Regions from separate parts of the Gossypium hirsutum genome. Here region 2 is linked to region 1. A link is a contact called in public Hi-C data. All regions are on one chromosome and are shown on one strand. Each heading gives the region's core, a stretch centred on a gene start, on an enhancer-like site or on the middle of the called end of the contact. The rest is flanking DNA. Distances are from core to core; before and after follow the strand shown. Region 1 holds the start of LOC107939077 (probable prolyl 4-hydroxylase 7). Region 2 has its middle 32 kb from the start of LOC107939071.

Region 1 (5,377 bases), core at 519-3,018:
TACAGTAGCAATACGGTGACCACCGAGCTGTTGATTAGCTTTGTCATGAAAATAATCGAAATGTGGCTCATACTTCTGACCATGTTCATAGTGTAGTATTTGAATGGACTCCCCATTCTCTGTTTGCAATGCCAATGAGAAAAAAGCCCATTCACAAGGGCTAAGATATCATAACAAAAAACAAATGCAAAAACCTACCAACTGGAAGGAAGGTCCATGCTGCAATCCTAGCTTCAATATCAGCGACTACTTCATCCTGCAAATGAAAAACAGAAGACACAGCATAAGCTTTTTAACTTCAAGGGGTCAACACATGCAATGCATTTCAAAACATAAGCATAGAATAAACAATCTCTAAACTTAATCAAACACATAACAAATGCTTGCATGAATGCACCGAGAGGTCCGAGACAGTAATTTTATGGCATCGATTTGACAAGACAGAAAATAGTGAGCGCCAATATGGAATAAGCTTTTCAACTGTTCATCAACAAGGAAATAGATACCTTGGCAAAGAACTGGCCACGCCAGAAAGTCTGAGTAAATCATGAGGGGAAAAGCAGAATCATACAGTGCATCATCGGTAATAAACTATCACCGAAAAGTTGGTTAATACAGAAAAAAGCAGAATATAATTTCTTACAGAGCATCAACAAAGAACTCCCAGCAATTCTGGCAGTAAGTGGTTCAAAACTTATAATTGTTTGGAAAACTTTGAAGTAAATGATCAAAATTATCAATATCAAATGCAAGTTCGAGAAAACAAAAGCATGCATTTCACAGTATACGTCAGCCAGATACTCCTTAGATCAAGATTCTATAAAGCCAGAAACTCTATCATTTCTTCAGAAACTACAGATTCCATTGCATGAAATTACATACCTTCAATTTAGCAAAAAGAAAAATCAAATGCAAGTGAAAGATCGGTTCTCACTCCTAAATCTATAATTTTAATCATAAATTCAACATTTGATGACGGACATTGCAAATAAAATAACAGCATTCCTCTCTTACACGGACGCACGCACGCACACACACACACACACACACACATATATATAACCCAATTAGATCACAGATTTAAGTTGAAAAAGAAAGAAAAAGACAATTTATATATACACCTGAGCTTTCTGAAGAAACATGCCAGAGCTGGTTCGAACTTCACTTTCGACGCTTTTACCTGATTCATTATCCGCCACCATTGATTTCTCTAACTTATCCTTGGCCTGAAATTAACACGATTTTGTTTAAAAATCAAATAATAAAAATAAAAATTTTCAAAAAAAGAAAAAAGAAAAGAAAAATTGTCGCTTACCAGAGTAATAAGGTGATCACATTCATCACTCGATAAAAATCCTTTGTAAATGAAAGCCCTGCAAATAGCAAAAAAGAAAAATAAAAAATTTCACAATTTTGAATAAATTAAACTGGAAAAAATGAAAGTAAATAAAAAGGAGAAAATAAATTTGCCTAGGGTGCCATGAGAGTTGAGTAACATGAGTCGGATCAAACGGAACCGAAGAAGTTCCTGTTTTCATTTTAAGAACCGATCCATTAATATCAGCCGAAACCAAACAAGACTGAAGGAAAATTAGAAGAAAGAATCCGAGAAAATGCTGAGAATCCATAAGAAAATGAAAACAAATATAATCGGCAATCCGTACTAGAATCGCAGAGATGAGACTTCGACTTTGAAGAGATTAGCTTTGTTTTTATTATTAGTTTTTAATATTTCATTTATTTTCTATTTAAGTGGGTATTTAATGGGCGCCCATGGGTTTTGTCGTGGAAGGCTTTTTTGATTGTTTTACTGGAAACGTTAAACGCGGAAAAAAAAGTGAATGTTTCTGGAAGCTTCTTCCTTTTATGACAAAAGAAATTAAACCAAAACGGTGCGTTTTACTTCTTTCCATTTTATAATTTTTCAAAGATTACGAGTCGAGTTTTAAACAGTATTTCTTAAAAAAAATTTATTTAGACAAAAATATATGGTTAACATGCATCTCTCAACGCAAGATTAGCATTCGTTTAATAGAATGATAGACAACATCATAACTATTCTCATCACCAGTATTGTTGAGCATGTTTGCCAACGAAAGGTTATCCATCTCTAGCAAAAGATATAGCATTTTTTTTTGCCAAAAATAAGGGTGATGTCGCACCATGAACTCTGAACATTGCAACGTCGTCATCTCAGAGAATGATGTCGTGACAAGCAACCACATATCATGACGCTGCCTAAGATTTTGACCACTTTACAATTTGATCTTAATTCATGCTCTTGTTAGCAAAAGAGCTTTCGTAAGCTCGCGTAAGACTTGAAATTTATTGTTTAGCGTAGAATATATGTGAATTACATTAATTAGCATGTGTGGATGGTTGCATGGTAAATGTGTGATTATAGTTGCTCCGACAATGATTGTAGCATCTCGTAACTTGGGCTTGATAGATGACATAATAATCTTTCAATCAATTTGCTCAATTTTGATTGGACTATAGACTACTTAGATTATCTACTAATATATGTAATAGCTTGTTTTGTAGTGGTACCGAAAACAATGATTTCGGAATCCTGTCTTCTGATGATTGAGTCAGTAAATATTATTAATTCATATTTACGAGTCTATTATAGTATTATATTGATTTTTGGCATAGTAATTTTATTGAATGGTTAGTAATTAAGGTACAATGATTAAATCATAAAAACTGTAAAAGTTAAGCGCTATTGATTTTATTTGTTAAAAGGGCTCAATAGTATAACATCAAGGCTTTAAATGGAAAATTAGTCATTTTAGAAAGGAATGGATGGTTAGCGAGCATTTTATAGTTAATTGTTGTTAAAATAATGTTAAATAATTATTATAATTTTAAAAACATAAAAGAAATTATCATCTTCCATTTTTTTTTCCTTTCCCACCTTTTGAAAACAATAGTAGGATGAAGAGAAGCCATTGTTGAATGCTCCAACATTCAGCCCTTCCATGTAAGTCAAACCGAGCCCCTTTTTCATAAATTTTATATTTTCTAGATCGTGGTAGCTCGATATAGCTAACTAGGGTACTATTTCGCAAAACTGTTAAAGTGTAGAAATGAAAAAGGGAATAGTTTGTAAAGTTTAAATGTTAATTTTTGAACACAGGGACTAAATTGAATAAGTTGTAAAACTATCATGAGATGTTGATAATTTTAGATAGTAGAGAGTTATATAAGGATGTATTTGAAATCGGATTGTAAAACGATGCTCAAATGTGAAAGTTACGGTTGTTTTGGTTTTAATGACTAAATTGAATAAAATGCGGAACTTTAGGGAACTATTAAAAATTGAAAATTAAAATGTCATAAGCATGAAATGGGATGTTAATAGGTATTTGAACTAATAAATTGAAATAAATTACCGTATAGATCAAGATTTGAATCAACCGGAAGCTAATCGAAGAAAATGGATAATTGCAGATTAGTCCTCAACACATCATTTACTACAGTTTTTTCTAGGTAAGTTCATATAGTATAGTTATATATATAAATGTAATGTGTGTTTTGAATTAAAAATTTTTATTGTGTGAATGTACTTTGAATTGTATACAAATTGGTACAAAAAGGTTAGAAAATGATTGAATTGTAAAGAATTGATCCGATGTATTAAATGTGCTCGGATGAATGTAAGAAAGGATATGATACAATTGGCATGACAATAATGTTATTTGCACGTTGTACGAGATTTGTAAATGAATGATACTAAGTATACTAACATACGGAGAATTAATTGTTTATACCGAAATCTAGTTTTGTTGCGGATTACTGAGTTATATGTCTCTATAGAGACTCTGGTGTTATGGAGGGATGTATTGTATTACGACATATGTTGCCTAAAGGCTTTGCACTTCAGTGCCCTAGTATAGTGTAGTTAGTGTTCTGACGAGCTATCTGGTGTAGTGTAGTTACCCATGTATCCATATCTGTTTATTATAGTTAATTGGGCTAATCAGTTAATAAGAAATAATTGAAAGATGGTGTGTGTTATAATTGTTCCTTAGTATATATTAATAAAACAATTATGGTTTGGGCTTATTTTTTATTTATAATTATTAATATTTATAATTGTTTGTTTAATATTAATGAACATTCAATATTGTTCTCAACATTTAACTTAAACGAATGAATATGATCACGTATAATTTTAAATAAACAAATACAAACAAAATATTTAAAATTCTCAACGAACACAGAATAAATAAGCATAAATTTAAAAATAAACAAACATAACAAAAATCCAATCATTAAGCTTAGTTTATTTACAGCACAAACAGAGTTAGATTGATGGTGATAGAAATACTCGTTTCTTCCATCCAAGTACTATCATTCGAAGACGAAGTAATCACATTAACTCGGGTATTTGAATTGCGGATAAAAAAGGTGACAGTAGATTTCTTTCGCAATCTGTCCAAGAAGGACCAAAATATTGCTGGTGGCTTTGGTACTCTGTTTCTGTCACTAAGTGACGTGGACCGTAATAGCTTGTGCTTCTCAGTTACTTTTGAAGAAGTTCGGGGGGCAGTTTTTGTATGGCGCGGCTCAAGGCTCTTGCTGGTTTCCATGCTTAAAATATTTTTTAATGTTATTTTAAATATTGATTTTTTTTTAAGTTTTTCAATCGGGATTATTGTTGCTGTAACAATTAAGAACGTAATATTCTCTCTACGATATTAATTTTAAAAAAAATTATATTTTAAAATAAATTAGTAATTTTAAAAAAAATTAATAAATCAATTATTTTAGTTACATGAAAAATAAAAATAAAAATAAAAACATTTCTAAAATAAATATAATTATTATTTTATCTTGAATTTTAACAAGTTTTTTTATTAAATTGATGTTGTATAAATAATACAATAAATTAGTATAAGTCTGGTATAGCCATAGGTTAGGTTTGTATTATTAATTCATTCATTAGTTTAGGCAAACAATGATGAGGGAAACAAAGGTTGGGCAAACATTAAACTTTTTCATAGGCTAACTTAACAACTAAACTTTAATTAAAAAGTTGGGTGTAAAATACTTCACGAATTGAATCGGATTATTATTCAATAATTTTTAAAATTCTATGTTTAAGTTAATATTGGATTCAAGTCATAAACCCGGACTAGTATTTAAGAAAATAATTTTATAATTAAATTTAAATAAAGTTAATATAAAAATACCTTATCTTTGATATTTGTTTCTATATATAAATGTTCCCAAGAAGTCGAAAGAATGGACATGTGCTTTGTTAAAACCATTTTATAACATTTAAGGGCTCTAAGAGCATATCTTTAATTGACCCCCATGATTCAAGGCATCAATTCTTGAGAAAATTTATGACTGAAGTATGGATATTTAA
Region 2 (5,123 bases), core at 826-3,325, 110 kb before region 1:
TATATTTATATTGACTATGAAATTTAATACTTAAGCGTTCATTTTACATATATAATTTAATTTAGTGTCCTTAATGGTCATTTTGTAGTTTCATCTCACCGCTATAACTGCGCTCGAATCCAATCATATATTCTACTACTAATTTTAATCTCACTGCTATAGTGATTAATCTTATAACCACTACTATTTATAATTTTATTGGACCAAGCCAGTGCCCCATCTTAAGGAAACCTAGGGTTTTCCTGCTCAAATTTCTTGGATAACTTGGAGCATTTTGCTGCAACATTTCCATTGTTGTTGGAATAGTGACTGGTTTTGATAACTATGATAATATTAGGGGCAAGGGTGTATGTAATTCTTTTAGGGATATTGGTGATAACCAAAATAATAATGGTCACTGTACCAGAATAACCAGCATAATAATCAAATTGACCATATCAAAGCCTGACCTAGTAGTATCCTTGGCCTACTGGTTAATGTTGGTTGCATGCGTTAAATAATAAATGGAATAGAAGCAACAACTAGGTCGTGTGGTTCATGGAAATCTTATGTGATTCCTTGGTTATACATGTTAGGGATATTGTCGTTGGGGGGAGGCATAGTTTATTGTTCAAGTTCTAACAAACAACAAACAATGCTAATTACTGATACATAGTGTGTCAAAATTTATTAGTAGTAGATCTGGAGAGTTTAAGAAGATGAGAGGATCTGAGAATAATTGTGTAAAGTATTGGTATTTAAAATTTTCTTGTTGATTGAATGGAGTGAGCTTATATAAATAAAAAGCTTGATATAAGTTCTCTTGGAAAGATGTCCTACTGGTAGAGTTGGTGGTAAGATTATGAAGAGCTTTAGTAGAATGTCACATGTCTACAGGGTTATGGAAAATTTTATTACATGTGTGCTAGAATGTGACAATAGAATTTTCAAATAATTTTTTATGTGATTTATTGATGATCTATGCGATCGGCAGGTAAGAAATAAAAGTAAATCTTTAACTAGACAAAATTTTTTTGATCAAAGTGATTGATTTGACGAGATAATAACTATGCATAAAAATATTTTTTTGGCCTTAGTTATTTACATATCGAATATGTTAGTATGCCTTAAAAGCAATCGGGTTAGACAAAATTAAGAACATTTTCTTTTGTCTTTAATATCAAATAAACAAATAGTTGTTAGGTGCTAACCGAAACATCAAAGATTGATAATGTAGCCCTTTCGGAAAACGTAGCATCACAATTATTGAATGAAAATAATCAGTAGATTGCTTAGCTTTGCTCTCTTTTTTCTAGCACGTGTGATGCTCGTCTTGTAAATTCGATCGCCATTGAATTAGTAATTATTAGCAATTTTAGCGAGGAATCCCATCAGGCAGATGCATACTAAAGCAGAAAGCAATCGCCACTTTGATGAAATTCACCTCAATGTGCTTTTGAAAGTGGATGTAACTATCAGGGGCCGAGAATGGAGGGCAAGTTGCCATGGAGGAAAAAGCAAACACTTTTCCCTCCTTGGAGCTTGAATTGATGGATGAAATCATGAAATTTGTTTAAGGAGTGTTTAAGGGTATTCGAGAAGTCATTGGGTGCGTCATTTTTTTTAATCGTGATAAGGTCAGATTGTCTACTTATAGGCAGAAAAGTGAAAAAGTTAAAAGTCCTATTTATAAGTTGTAGCTTCTTTTTGTTATTTTAACAAACAGTTGGTGGGTGGTGGAAGTGATTATGGTGGGTGAATAAAGAGAGTGGTTGTAATTGATATCTTGAAAGCTCTACAATTTCATTTATTTATGAAACATTAATGTAAAAAGAAACTCTGGGTCTTTCTCCAAATCGGAAACGATTGTGGCAAAAGCTAAGATAGAGGTGTTGTTTTGGATTTGGCAAATGGCGATATAAAAGCTATGGTGGAGCTTCTAGATGTGGTTTTCTCAATGGCAAAGTCTAGTCTTGTCCCTTTCTTTGGATTACAACAAAGGGACCCCCCCACCCCACCCCCCCCCCCCAACACCACAAGCACTTTAACCGAATTACATTGAACCAAACATCATCCACTCTTCAAACACAGATGGGAGGAAGATCATATCATATCAGATCAGATCAGCAATGTTTTACTTGGAGTGCTAAAAACAGGTCCACAACAGTCATCTGCTGCCATTTCTCTTTGCTTCCTATTTAATATGACACTGATTTTCAAGATTCATTAATGTTCAACACTTTGCCATTTGTTGTCTTGCATCATCATCAAAAAAGGGGTGGGCTTACTTCATGTTAGTGGCCTAATTGAGTCAAGTTTATCTCAAACAAAATGAAATTTGAGCGAATTTTATTTTTAAAATTTGAATTCCATATAACAATTGAACTGCAGAAATTTGTATGATTAAGTTTGCTCAATTTTGTTTACTCAAAAACATTAATTCTCATGTTAGATTTTAAACTCTAGGATTTTTCAATATTAATTAAAAGTTTTAAAAAATATATATAAATTAAAGTCGTAATCTTTTCATGTTGAGTATTAAAATATTTAAATTCAGCTCGCTTGATAGTTTAAATTATTTAAGTTCGACTCAAAAATAATCTAACTGAATTTAAATTATTTTTAAAGAGTGAATTTGAATAACTTACTAACACTAATATTTTATATATTCCACATATTACTATAACTATTATTAAGAGAAGTTTTCACCAAATTTAAAACTCAAAATTCAAGATAAAAACTAAATTATTTGAGCCAACTTGATTACCTAATAAAAAGTAAGCTCCATTATCAAGCTTGTTAAGTTTGAATTGAGACTTTTCAATATTAATAAAAAAAGTGTTAGACTCCTAAATCTCTTCATTAAAATATTTGTATTCAATTTATTCCATAGTTGGAATTGATTGAGTTAGATTTAATAATAATTAAATAACTTGTAAGTAAAGATATCTGATTCATACTTAACTCATATAATCATTGTTAAAAATGAATTTCAACATTAACAACTTTTCCCTCATTTTCAAATTAAATTTTAATATTTAATTACACGAATTATTTTATTGGTTTAAATATGTCAAAGATTCATATGCTCTTTTGAAATTTGAAATTTAGTCTCTATACTTTATATTTGAGATGTTGAGTTTCTATACTTTTTTATTTAAAAATCTTGGCCCCTCCGTCTAATTTTGCCATTTAAGTTAATGATGCCAAAAGTAAAATAACATTTTTAGCCATCAACATTTATAGTTTTTTTCAATTTGATCCATGCCCTTAAAAAGTATAATAAAAAAAATAAGTTTTAAGGATTTTTTTCATATTTTAAATAAAAGCATAAAAAAATTTAAAAATATAATTAAAAATTCTTTAAAATTCAAAAATAAAAATATAAAAAAATAAAAAAAATTCTATGTTATTTAAACCAGACTAGACCGACTGGATTGAGAACCAGCTGGGGTATCAGTCCAGTGAGAAGTAAAAATCAGTTGACCCGTGAGTTGAGACAAACTAGTTGAACCAAGCTAAAAAAACTAATTGAATTAGCAAGTAAGTCGATTTTGAATTGGTCTGACCAATTGATTCCTAGAACGACTAGTCTGATTGATTCAAAGAAAACTTATTAAAAATAAAAAATAAAAAATATTAAGAATTATAAAATCGGTTCGACTATCAGTTCAACTAGTTTTTTTAGCTTGATTCAACTAGTTTGTATCAGTTCACTAGTCATCTAGTTTTTACCTCTCACTGAACCAATACTGTTAAAAAATATGAAACTGACAATTTGGTGCTAGAGGAATGTTCACTCCCTGGCCACCAAAACTATGAGAAGATAATTTACATATTTGAAGAGTTGGCAATTTATTGAACGATGCATATGGGTTATGCTGAGTATATGGATAATATCTAGCTTATTGAAGATTGTATTGGATCAGATTACCCAAGTTAATCCCTTAGATCATGGACATGGGATTGGATTGAAACTCTATTTATTGAGTTTCCAAGAGTCCATATTTACTTTGATTGTTATTATTATATTGTATTTTACTTATCTTATTTGTTAGCAAGTCTTGAAATAATTTATATATTTGAGAGACTTGTACAGGTGAATGTATCGAGAGAATTAAGCATTTAATTTGCTAATGTGAGGAACCATATTGCATGGGTGGATTTTGATAGTAAAACATTTGTGTTTTGGTTTTATTTGTTGAATTCACAAATGATGATTTAGTGGTGAGAGTATTAAAGTATTCAAGGTACAAATGTGAGAGAAATTGTCACAGGGTGTAATAGATTAGAATCGCTTATTGTAATTGTTAAAGAGTGTAGATATTTCTTACTAAATTAGGCTCTACAGACATGGGAAAACCGAACTGCGTAAATCATTTCCTTATTTTGTGTGTTTACCATTTTTAACATTTGGTGGTGAAGAAGTGTCCACTCCTTTGTCACTCCTTCATTGGTATGGTTTGTTTCTTAGCAAGTGTCCAAGCTAACAAATACCCTAACTGATTATTGGTCTAACCAATTCGGCCTGATTCGATTTAAATAATATTATTTTTTATATTTTTAAATTATTAAAAAACCATTTTCTTTATTTTTTATTTTTTCATAATTTTTTACTCTTTTAAAAAATATTTTTTTGTTTAAAATATAAAAAAAATTATAATTAAAAAAAATTATTTTACCTCTTTAAAAATACATGGGAAAATTTAGACGAGGAACAAAAACCCATTTTATAATTCTAACTGAAAACACGACCTGATTGAAAAGGCATCCATCGACATAATTTTGTAATTTTAAATGGCTTGAGTAGGATTAGCATAATATAATTGTGATGACCATGTTTATGTGCTTGCCCTGTTTTGATGTATCACATGAAGAAGAAGAAGAAGAAGTAACAGCTGAAAATACCATTAAATGAAAGTATGAACTATCAATTCGAATTGGGGGATTCTTCAAACTTTTCACAGTTTCCACCATCACCACCTTCCTCAATCACTTTACCATCACATCAGATTCGACACCTCTCACTTTTTTGTCATTAGCCTTTCAATTTTTCATTTTTTGAATTAATATTTGTGTTGGTTTAATCTGTAGATTCGAATTATAAGAAAAAAAATAGTAAAATTGGATTTATGGGTAATGCA

Evidence for each region. Hi-C and Micro-C count contacts between places; a contact is called where the count stands out from the background.
Region 2: a contact with region 1 is called in a Hi-C map of leaf, with 2.5 times the contacts expected there. The contact joins the enhancer-like site here to the promoter of LOC107939077 in region 1. A contact is called at or near these places in 5 of 34 Hi-C or Micro-C datasets (callus, leaf and petal).

What each region holds. Positions count from the first base shown.
Region 1 is chrD04:8,972,414-8,977,790 of Gossypium_hirsutum_v2.1, reverse strand. It overlaps LOC107939077 (probable prolyl 4-hydroxylase 7), which reads right to left and starts at 1,768. Exons shown (of 7, transcript XM_016872361.2): 1 at 1,471-1,768; 2 at 1,316-1,373; 3 at 1,122-1,226; 4 at 199-256; 5 at 1-119. The coding sequence starts at 1,628.
Region 2 is chrD04:9,086,078-9,091,200 of Gossypium_hirsutum_v2.1, reverse strand. No RefSeq gene overlaps it. Among protein-coding and RNA genes, the nearest start is that of LOC107939071, 32 kb to the left of the region's middle. Within about 2 kb of position 2,075, at least 4 of the 9 cell types and tissues checked have an H3K27ac peak or open chromatin away from gene starts, as enhancers often do. A contact at or near this core is called in leaf, where this site is marked.